Linked DNA regions of Mus musculus: regions 2 and 3 are each linked to region 1. Evidence: chromatin contacts called from public promoter capture Hi-C data. All regions are on one chromosome and are shown on one strand. The core of a region is the stretch at or near the end of the contact, and the rest is flanking DNA. Distances in the headings are between cores, read along the strand shown.

Evidence for each region. Promoter capture Hi-C pulls out the DNA fragments that hold promoters and counts their contacts.
Region 2: a promoter capture Hi-C map of pre-B cells shows a contact between it and region 1, with 2.2 times the contacts expected there. The contact joins the promoter of Acbd6 here to the promoter of Rasal2 in region 1.
Region 3: a promoter capture Hi-C map of pre-B cells shows a contact between it and region 1, with 1.9 times the contacts expected there. The contact joins the promoter of Cep350 here to the promoter of Rasal2 in region 1. A contact is called at or near these places in 2 of 39 promoter capture datasets (cranial neural crest and pre-B cells), 2 of 484 Hi-C or Micro-C datasets (embryonic stem cells and pre-B cells) and 1 of 115 datasets of contacts at active chromatin or transcription factors (microglia).

What each region holds. Positions count from the first base shown.
Region 1 is chr1:157,410,951-157,414,461 of GRCm38.p6, reverse strand. It overlaps Rasal2 (RAS protein activator like 2), which reads left to right and starts at 1,867. Exons shown (of 18, transcript NM_177644.5): 1 at 1,867-2,725. The coding sequence starts at 2,524. 2810025M15Rik (RIKEN cDNA 2810025M15 gene) reads right to left here and starts at 2,110. Exons shown (of 3, transcript NR_027984.1): 1 at 1,337-2,110; 2 at 667-718.
Region 2 is chr1:155,556,486-155,559,996 of GRCm38.p6, reverse strand. Acbd6 (acyl-Coenzyme A binding domain containing 6) reads right to left here and starts at 1,877. Exons shown (of 8, transcript NM_028250.3): 1 at 1,138-1,877. The coding sequence starts at 1,359.
Region 3 is chr1:155,971,399-155,974,909 of GRCm38.p6, reverse strand. Cep350 (centrosomal protein 350) reads left to right here and starts at 1,655. Exons shown (of 38, transcript NM_001039184.1): 1 at 1,655-2,061.

The sequences.
Region 1 (3,511 bases), core at 618-3,117:
CTTTGGGGATAACAGCTTGGGTAAATACATCCATACATATGAGTAGATACTTTGATTTGTACGGCTGGTGTCCATATTCACTTACTCTTTGAGACATCAACAATAATTCAATACAAATGGAAATCCTATGCCAAGGGTTTTCTCTCTCTCTCCTTCCCTCCCTCTACTGCAAAAGGACAATGTCCCTTCAGAGATCTTTACAAATTGGAGTTGAGTTGGGTATGGTGGCCAACACCTTTAATCCCAGCACTCGGGAGGCAGAGGCAGGCCTATTTCTTTGAGTTCAGAGCCAGCCTGGCCTACAAAGCATGTTCCAGGGCAGCCAGGGCTGGTACACAGAGGAACCCTGTCTTGAAACTAAACGGAAGGAAGGAAGGAAGGAAGGAAGGAAGGAAGGAAGGAAGGAAGGAAGGAAGGAAGGAAAGAAGGGAGAAAGAAAACACTAGATTTGTTTAGGGCTGGGTCCTGTAACTTCTAGCTTCCTTATCTCTCATTTATTAAAATTGGAGAGCTGACTGTAGTCAGATAGCAAGCAAGTGGGCTTCTATATACCGGGAGGGATTACTCTACTTCATTGCTAAGCACCAGATTAACAAATCTAATCACAGAGTTCTTGAAGGATCAGAGTTGAAGAAATCAGTATCACTGAGAGCTTGTAAGACGTACCTGTTGCATTGCTGGCTGCTTTGGCAGGTGATGTGGACTGTCCTGTCTGCACCTGTTAAACAAGAGGAAGGGTGAGAGGATCTTTAAAGTCACTTCTTGTTTTAACATGCTATTACTCTATGTAAAATTTGGGAGAAAATTATAAAATGCATGCTATAACTCCCATAAAACACAAAAACACATGAGAATTCCTAAAACCTAGAAAATTAGATTGACCTCTTATAGAAGGTCAAAGTAGAGAGAAATGAGGGCTGGGGTGGGCTGGGACACAACAAAAACCCTCCCCCAAATATTTTTTAGCATCATCTAATTATGAAAAATTCCTGATTGGTTTGAAGTAGCCATGTTCATAAATTGTTGAAAAACCTGATTTGTCAACATAATTTAAATTGGTAAATTTCTACCCGAAATTATTATTATTACTATTATTTATTTATTTATTTATTTATTTATTTACTTATGCCTAAAATCTCTGAAATCTGGATTGGTGAATCCCGCTTTGGGTGGGCACAAAACGAAGCCAATGTTAAGGAGGAAGACAGTTTACACATAGACCAAAAATAAAACCCAAGTGACACTGTTAGAAGAGAAGCCAACAGATTGCAAAGATCAAAGGCAAAAAAGAGAAGCTTGTTTGGTTAATGCTGGGGCTTTGGGGCATTTCATGTACTTGCGGGGCTCGTCCATCCATCCGCACCACACATCGTAGCCATGCTATTCTAAACTGATGATAAATCCAGCTCCAGGGCGGACAGGGCGCAAAGCCGGGATCTCGCACAGATCTCAGGATCCAAGACGCGGGGCCAGATCTCCCTTGTGGAGGAACCATGGCGTTTCTTCCGAGGTGACTGTTAGATAAAGCAGCGTCTTCATGTTCTTCGTCCGAGAAAGAAGCATTGGTCCAGAAATCAACAGGATAGGGGCTAAGATAAAAGGGAAGCGCCTTTCCCATCTTTTTAAATTTCCCGCACCCCGTTTTCTCTCCGCCTCCCCAACACCGTCTCTGCTTCCACCAGCAGCTCGAGGATCCCCGCACCGAGAGGCGGTCGGAGCAGGATAGTCTTAGGAAAGTAGGCGGGCCTGGCCCGCTGAGTATTTCGGTGCCCGATTTTTGCTGTCTTCGGCGGCAGTTCCTCCTCCGCTCGGTTACTGGATTGCACACGCGGCCGTGAGCTCGGCACTCGATTGCTTCGGCCTATCACCCTGGGATGCCGCCTGCCGCCGCCGCCAGCGCCGCGGCTGCCGGGCTTGTGGGTTTCTCAGAGGAGCGCGAGCCGGAGGAGCCCAAGCAGCGGCCGGAGCGGCGGCCTGAGAGTTAGCGGGCCGGCCTGCGCGTTCCGCGGGAGCAAGCCGACGCCAGGCGGACAGAAGCTGGGCCGGGGCGCGCCCCTCAGGCTGAGGGAGCCGGCGCTTTGAGCCCCCGAGGCGACGGCGGCGGGAGCCGGTCAGAGGGGGCGGCCCCTGGCGGCGACGCCCCCGAGCCCAGCCCTGCCTGGCCGAGCTCCATCCTCAGCCCAAGCCCGGGCGGCCCGCGAACGCGCCCGCGGGGGTTGAGCAGGGCTGCGTGGGGGCGGGAGGTGAGCCCGCGCTCCCGGGTGCTCCGCGTCCGCTCCGGACCCGCACCTGAGCCGGGACCCGCCTCCGCTCCGGACCACGCTGGACCCGCCTCCCGGCCCGGGTCCCACCCTCCGCTTGCAGGTGGGCTGCGGCGCCCGGCCTTCGGGCGGTGGGCGGCGGGGAAGGAGGTGAGCGGTGTCCGCGCCCGCAGCCGTTCGGGTGCTGGTGGCCGCGCCGTCGTCCCTTTCCCGCAGCCGGGAAGCCCGCCCCGCCGCCGCCGCCTGCTCCCTCTGGGACACCATGGAGCTGTCTCCGTCGTCCGGAGGAGCCGCGGAGGCGCTGTCGTGGCCGGAGATGTTCACGGGGCTGGAGTCCGACTCGCCGCTGCCCCCGGAGGATCTGGACGCGGTCGTCCCAGTCAGCGGAGCAGTGGCCGGTGGCATGCTGGATCGGATCCTTCTGGAGTCAGTGTGCCAGCAGCAGAGCTGGGTCCGGGTGTTCGGTAAGGATCACAAGTCGTCTGCCTCAGAGGCTGGCGTTTCTCATCTTTCCTTGGGCTCCGATGCATTCTTAGTCCCCCATCTATCCTAGGTCAGCTGTCCACATCTTTTTTTGGTTGTTGTTGTTGTTGTTGCAGAAAATGCTTTTTGACAAGTTTATCCAATATATAGCGCCTGGTTATGTGACTCAGTAGGCTCCTTTGGACCTCTTTAGATATCCACAGTAAGTTTATAGAGTTGAGCTATCTGGACGTAATTCTTAGGTGATTAATTAAAGGCACTTGCTGCTGAGTCCTCAGGAAGGTAGAATGGAACAAGGCACAAAACCAAGTGAATGGGATTTCATTTCCTTCCTGTTGTGTGAAGCAAGTGTTGAGAGAAAGATATGAAAAAGCTTAGTAGAAGATGAGCTAATGAATGAAAAACAAAACAAAACAAAATCGAGGGGTTGTGGGTGGGGGGCAGAGATGGGAGAGACACCCAGCCCTAGCCGTAGCCCTTGCACCAGCCCCAGTTCAAGTGTTTGGTAGCAGTAGATTTACCGACAGCTTTTCCTTGAACCGTACTCTCTGCTTGTCCTGAGTGTGTAGGTTGTTTCAGATTGCACTGCTGTTTCTGGTTTTCGTGGTTAAGCTACCCGGTTGTCACTCAGCAGGTTTAAAGTGATGAACACACTAAAGAAACTTTCCCTTTCTGCATTCCGAGTAACCATCTTTTAAATTAAACCTGAATGATGATTTTCTATTCAGGAAAGGCTGTGGCAACGTTAAACATGCTGTATGCATGGG
Region 2 (3,511 bases), core at 628-3,127, 1.9 Mb after region 1:
TAGCTGAATCCCTAGGACCCACATGGTTAAAGGAGAGAGCCAACTCCTGCAAGTTGTCCTCTGACCTACACTGACACACACAAACTCAATAAAAACATAATTAGAAATACAGGAGGGTTCTCATGACTACCTTAAAAAAAAAAGAGTTCAGGAGAAATATATGTAACTATACCATAAGCATTTTTTTATTCTAATAAAATAAAAGAGACTACTATCCAGAACGTCATTTCTTTCAAAGTTCCAAAGAGCTGGGGTTTTCCTATTTTCCTAATCATCGATTTTCTTTTCACATTTGCATCTAGATTCCTTAACTAATCCTGTAAGCTTCTTAAAGGCAGTGTCATGATGTTCTTTCATCTTTGCATTCTCTATAGACAGAACACCCAGTGTTCTGCTGAACTGTATCTGTCCACTGAAGGAAGGCAATAGTCTTTCCTTCTGGTACCTAACCTTGAAAGATAAATTAGTCTTATGTTTATAACTCAAACCTGTCCTTACTTTATCGGGTAAAATTCAGTTTTAGAGACAAAAACTACACTTTAATTCTGATATATCCATGTAACTTTCTAAACTGCCTACTCCCCTGGGTTTTCTATTTGGAAATGAAAGTGATTCAGGAAGCTGAGTGGAGAGTTAGTTCATCACCAGACCTCCATGTTACCTGCATGGAGCCCTTAATTTTAAAAATGTGGAGGGACTATATCTAGCAGGACCAAATTCAGCCAAAAACATAACAACTATATTTAGAGTTCCTAAGAATCATAATAGTAATATTGTTAGCATCTTATACACAGTAATGTTCTCTTAAATTTCAAACTTATTATTAACATTACCATGTTTCCTATCACATGTCCTTCTGGCAACAGCGAATGCCAAATTTTATTTTATCATCCTCATTTTGTAAAGGTTCAGAGGCAAGGCCACTGAAACATTGTCATTCAGTGCCCGGCTACATAAATATTCGTTGGATATCAGAGAGATTATTCCATGTCCAGAATGATGCTATTCTCCAGGGTAAAAAACAAAAACAACAAACACACACATACAAACTTCATTACGCTCGACCATTAGCCACGCAATCTGCTACTAAGTTTTTGGAGGAAACAGCCCACGTCCTCTCATCCACCCATCTTTTACCTGCTTGAACCTGGCATACAGGTACAGGAGCTGCTCCCGGCTGGCTACCTGAACCAGGCCTTGGACGTGTGCGGCAGCCTTCTCAAACAGCTCGGCCAAACTCCGGGTCCCCTCGGCCTCGGGGGTCTGGAAGGATTCCATATCACCAGAGTCGTCCCCGGAGCTCAGTTCCCCACCGCTGTCGCCTGTGGTGGCCCCCGAGGGTAGGAACGGTGTGGCCATGTTCACTAGCTCGCTGTGGCCGGTCCTCCCCGGTGTGGCGCGGGTTCCCGGGCCTGATCCACCGGTCCGGGTGCGGAGCTCGAGCGGGAGTGGGAACGCAGTGAGCTGTCTGGCGGTCTCAGGTGATTCTGCCACTCCGCCTACCCGGGCGCACAGGACCGCCCCGTCCTCCCCCGGTTTCCCCTCGGGCTTCGCCCGGGTCGCTCCAACGGTGCGGGGTCTGGAGGCCGCTCGGCTGGAAGATGAGGGGAAGCCGGCGGCGCGGCGCGTGCGGCTGGGACGGGAGCTGGGAGGTGAAGCGGGGCGCGAGCTCGGCGGGTCGGACGCGCACCCGGGCACGCGCCGGTGGATACGGGGCCCCGCCTGCTCCGCTAGCGTGGGTTGCGGCGGCCGCGGTGCGGGATGGAGATACGGGCCTCGGTGACAGACAGGGGACGTCGCTCGTGGTTTTGGGGGGGACTTCGGAGTCACAAACTCCGGAACTCACCCGGATAGGGCCCCCAGGGGAAAGGGAAGGAGGCGGTCCATTAGTGTAGCTGCTAGAGTAGAGTCGCGGGAAACAGAGAGCTGAGGACAAAGGTTCCGCCGTTTCCTAACCACCCACTCTGACTTAAAATAGCGAGTCACCAACAGATGGAAACCTTCCTTCACTGCCCCACCGTGTGTCTAAATGGTTAGATGACTCTCTCCCATCAGTGTTTTGTTTTCCAAACTTGCTGCCCCCTCATTTCCCAGCGCTTTGAGAGAAGGCATCACCAGGCCCCCAAACCTGCATCATCTCATCTCAGTTGTGCCTCACCAGGCCCCCAAACCTGCATCGTCTCATCTCAGTTGTGCCTGTGCTTCTTGAAGTGAAACCCAGTTCTATAGCTCTGCCGGAAAGGAACAGATCTTTCCACGTCCAGCACACTGTCAAAAAGAAAAAGTGTATGCATACACAAAGTTCATTACGTCTACACGCAGACCGTGTACATTTGCTATCAGTTTTTACGAAAAGCACGTTTTGGTACTCTCTCCTGCAGGAATTTGAGAACCCCAATGTGGAATGTCGCTTGAAGAAACTGCTCTCAGTTTTTGGGGTGTCTCACATCAACTGTGTGTGTGTGTGTGTGTGTGTGTGTGTGTGTGTGTGTGTGTGTGTGTGTGTGTGTGTTGTTACTAGTAGTACTAGTAGTGGTGCTAGTAGTAGTAGTAGCTTTCACCAACCCAAAAGCTAAGAATGTCGTCAACTATCTTCTTGGGCCTGTAGGAAAGTTTTCCCCGTCTCAGTGTTACTGCTTCTCTGTGTACCCGCCAATGTATTTTTAGTTTGCTTTGATTTATGACTTTCTTTGTTCTGTAAAACTATGAAACTGTTTCCACATTGGAACTTGGAATTTGGGGTAACCTAAATTTGTAGTCACTCGAAGTGACTCCAGAATAAACTATTATTTATCTTTAAGATGAGTGTGGTGATTTGAGTAAGAGTGGCCCCAATAGGCTCATATACTCGAACGCGTGGTTATCGGGAAGTGGTACTACTTGTGAAAGATTAGGAGATAGGGCCTTGTTGGAGGAAGTGTGTCAATGAGCTTTCAAAAGCTCAACCCAAACCCAGTGGCTCACTCTTCCTGCTCCCTGTAGATCTGAGATGTACACCTCTCAGCTGCCTCTCCAGCACCACGTCTGCCTTCGTGCTGCCATACTTCCACCATGATGAAAATGGACTAACCCGCTGAAACTGTAAGCCAGCCCCAATTAAATGCTTTCTTTAATAAGAGTTGTGGTCATGATGTCTCTTCACAGCAATAGAAACCCTAACTAAGATAATGAGGGATGTGATTTTGGTATCAGCAGTGGCTAGTATGTTCTAAATATGGTAGAGACACACACTCATGTGTAGTCATTTATCACTAGTAGCTTAAAACTAATAAAAACACTAATAAACATAAGGCTAATAACAAAGAACTACAAAGAATGGTTATTGATTGACCATTTAGGATTAAACTTTCAACAGAACTTTGAACAGGATAAGTGAACAATGAGAAACAGGAAGAAGTTAAATGGCTTGGGTCTGACTTTCACGAACATTCTTTGAGAATAGAGAATGTTTCCACTATTAGTCCCTCCACAAAAGGAAAAACAAGGACAAATGCACACCTTATAACATGCA
Region 3 (3,511 bases), core at 406-2,905, 1.4 Mb after region 1:
CTCAGGAAGACTGTGAGTTCCATGCCAACCTGCAGGATCTTCTGAGAGAGAGAGAGAGAGAGAGAGAGAGAGAGAGAGAGAGAGAGAGAGTGAGAGAGAGAGAGAGAGAGAGAGAGAGCGCAGTTGAGAACCAATGCTGGAAATTTGATGAAAACAGGAGTTCAGGCTGATAGCAGAGAGCAATGCTGACACCATAACAAAAACCTCATTGCCTTTCTGTTGATCACGAGGTAACGTAGGAGGTGGGAAACTATGTTAGCTTTAGAGTAAAGGAGATTATTTCCCATTGATTGGTGCTATAATATTGGGCAGATAGTGTTTCAGAACCCACTATTAAAAAGTAATCATAACTCAATAAGGGGATTGGATACGTTCTTTAAAATAACTAGGCTGGAGAAAAGGTAAATTTCACTTTTCTTTTTATTACATGTATGTATGTATGTATGTATGTAATCATACATGTCTTCTCATGCACCTGCACGCAATGCAGATCAGAGGACACCTTAGAGGAATCTGCTCTCTTGGTCCACCATTCTGGGTCCGGGGATCAAACTAAGATCGCCAGGCGTGGTGGCAATTCCCTTTACCTGCTAATCCATTTCCCTGCCGCAGTTCCACCTTTCAAATCTTTTTCTTGCTACTGCTTGCGTACTCGGGATCTCCACAACTCTCATTCTTTGCTGAAGTGCTGTTCTCAGGGAGGGTGTATACATTGACATATGTGCAGGACTTTTGTACATTCACGTAGTTCCTGCTGAGGCGCGGCTGTCTTATGGGGAGGATCAGTTATTGTCGTCTGCTTTTATTGATATGGTCAAGGTAGCGAACATTTATTGAACATCTACAGTGTTGTAGTTACTGTGCCAGGCCCTACTGGGTATACATAGAAAAAGGAGACTTTAAGACACCCATGGTACTTTAGATGAGAAATAATTTCGAGGCAAAGTAACTATCGGAGCCCAGAAGGTGGAGAGCTTAGCTGCAGTGAGCACCTAGCGGAAGGTGTCAGGCATTATTCGCAGAAAAGCTGTCCTTTACAGTCTTGACAGACGATAAAATTCACCAAGCGGAGGCTGGTGACAAAGACAAAGCTAAGAGAAAATATGTTGACCCCAGAGGGCTTCTCAAACCACAACACCGAAGGGAAAGGAAACGTAGTTTTTGCTTGTTTTGGAAAGAGCTTAAGCCATCAGTGTGCGTGCTGAACAGAACTGTAAACCCCTGGCCAATGAGAGGGCCGCAGTGACAGCAGCGAGCAGCCGCAAAGCTGCGGTTACTCCGATCCGCCTAGAGTGACGATTCCTTCTGAATCGTCTGCCGGGTCCCGGATCCCTGGGTCACCCTTGTCAAGTCCTCAGCGTGTTTTGGCTCGGGGGTGACCCGCTCAGCCAGAAGGCCCAATTAGCGTCAAAGGGAAGGGGGTGGTCTCCTCTGCGGATAGACTCTGGCTCCTCCCGAGTCCCGCCGAGCTCCCAAAGCGCCACACCAAAGATGGCTTCCCCGCATCCTCTAGCCTCGGGTCCGATCGCGCTCCTCCGTCGGCCACACTCAACATGGCTGGCCTTCACCCAGGGTTGCATTCCTGCGGAACCGTCTCCGGACAGTTCTCGCGAGGTTTGGCGAGTCTCTCTCCCCCCCCCCCCGCCCTCTCCCTCCCTGACTGCTCCCGCCCTGCCTCGCGCCGCCGCCACCGCCACTGCCGCCGGCGCCGCTCCTCCTCCGTGTCAGTTGTTGAGCTGTAATGGCGACTGGGCCGCCGCTGCCGAAGTGACTCCCGGGGCGGGGGAGCGGGGCCGGACCTGCGCCTGAGAGGACTGCGGAGAGCCGCAGCTCGGGAGGGGGCTCGCGGCGGGGCAGAGGAAGGCCGCCTCTGCGCCTCTCCTTCCTTGCCTGCCGCCCGGCGGATCCCGGGAGCCGGGGCGAGGCGGGCACCCGGTGCGTCCCCGGAGCGGGGAGGCCAGGCCGGGCAGCCCTGGGGCCGGTCGGGGCGGCGTCACTGCACCCTCCGCCAGGCCCCGCGGGATGCACCGTGGGAGCCGAGGGCGGAGGCGACACTCTCAGGTGAGCTGCGGGGAGACCTGGCGGAGCCTGCTCCGCCTCGGATGTCTCTGTCCGCGGTCCCAGGTCCCCGAGGTGGCCAGAGAGGCGGGGCGGGGCCCCCCTGGCACTGCCTGACGTCCCCCCCGGGGACCCTCCTTGGGTCCCGAGACTTTTCCTGGAGGGTCATCCTGAGACCTGGGCTCCCGGACCTACTGGTGCCCACGGAAGACAAGATTTCTTTGCTTACCTGCCAGTGTCGCCCTCAGCACCCTCGCCCCTCCTCTTGTCTGCATAGAGTTAAGCCACCTCTCACCTTTGGTCTCCGAAGTGTCCCTTCTTCGTTTGGAGATCGAGCATATTTTGGGAAATTCCGGGGCACTAGCTCCAGTGTCAGGAACAGTTTCTGTTCCTTTTCCTGGGTGTAATATTCTCAAAGTGCAGTATGGGGAAAACTTTGATCACCTCCAGTCCAGCAGCAGTTGTTGAATGGAGTCCACCGGCTTATTCACACATGATTGGGTGGAGAGGGGGTGACATTTAACAAGCCTTACACGTTGGAAGTTGTCACTTTCCCTCCCCTCCCCCCTCTTTTAAATTCAGACTAATATGCTAAATCATATTTAGTTAATGTCACAGATACAGGCAGAAATTTGCCAGGGTTTTAGTTTTCAAGTTCGGAACTTGCAAATAGGTATAGATTTTTTTTTAAATGGATTTTTTGATGTTGTAACAAATGTTTCATTTGGGGGGAAAAAATAGGCCCTTAGGAATAGTGGTCGGTATCCATGTACTCTACTTAATTGTTTTGCTGGTGTTTCTTGTTTTGAAATTGGAGAAGTCGTTAGTGTTGCCATGTTAACCTGCTCCCTTCGCTTGTATTTTAAAGATTTAAATGGACAGTCCATCCTAGACCAACCTACTATTAGCACCTGGGAATTTTTGAAGAGGCAATAATGAAATACTACAAACTGCTCTCCATTTAAAAACTTTCTTAATTTAAAATACTGCTTTTTAAAAAGGCAGCGTGCTGCTAATAACTTGGGATTGTGACTTTGGGAGACTCCTAGACCTGTACTAGAAGTTATTGCAAGCCCATGAAAGTGTAAGAGGTTTTGTATGCTAAATTGACAAACTATTAAATGCAACAAATCTGAACTGTTACTGCATTCAACTTAGTACACCTTAATCAGAATATGAAGGTCATGCCAGAATACATTGTATATGTAGACAAATATGTATCTTGTCTTTTCATAGCAGAACTTTGTGCTTATAGTGATAGTAATGTTTGTAAACAATTTTGTATAAATATGAAAGACTTTTTTCTGACATGTATTGGTGTATAGTATTATTTTAAGACCATCAATACTATAGAATCAACCTTTTATGGTGTTAATACATTTATGAATTAAAGTTTTAAAATTTTTTTCTTCTGATTGTCATTTTTTAAAATCCATTTTTAACACACTATATA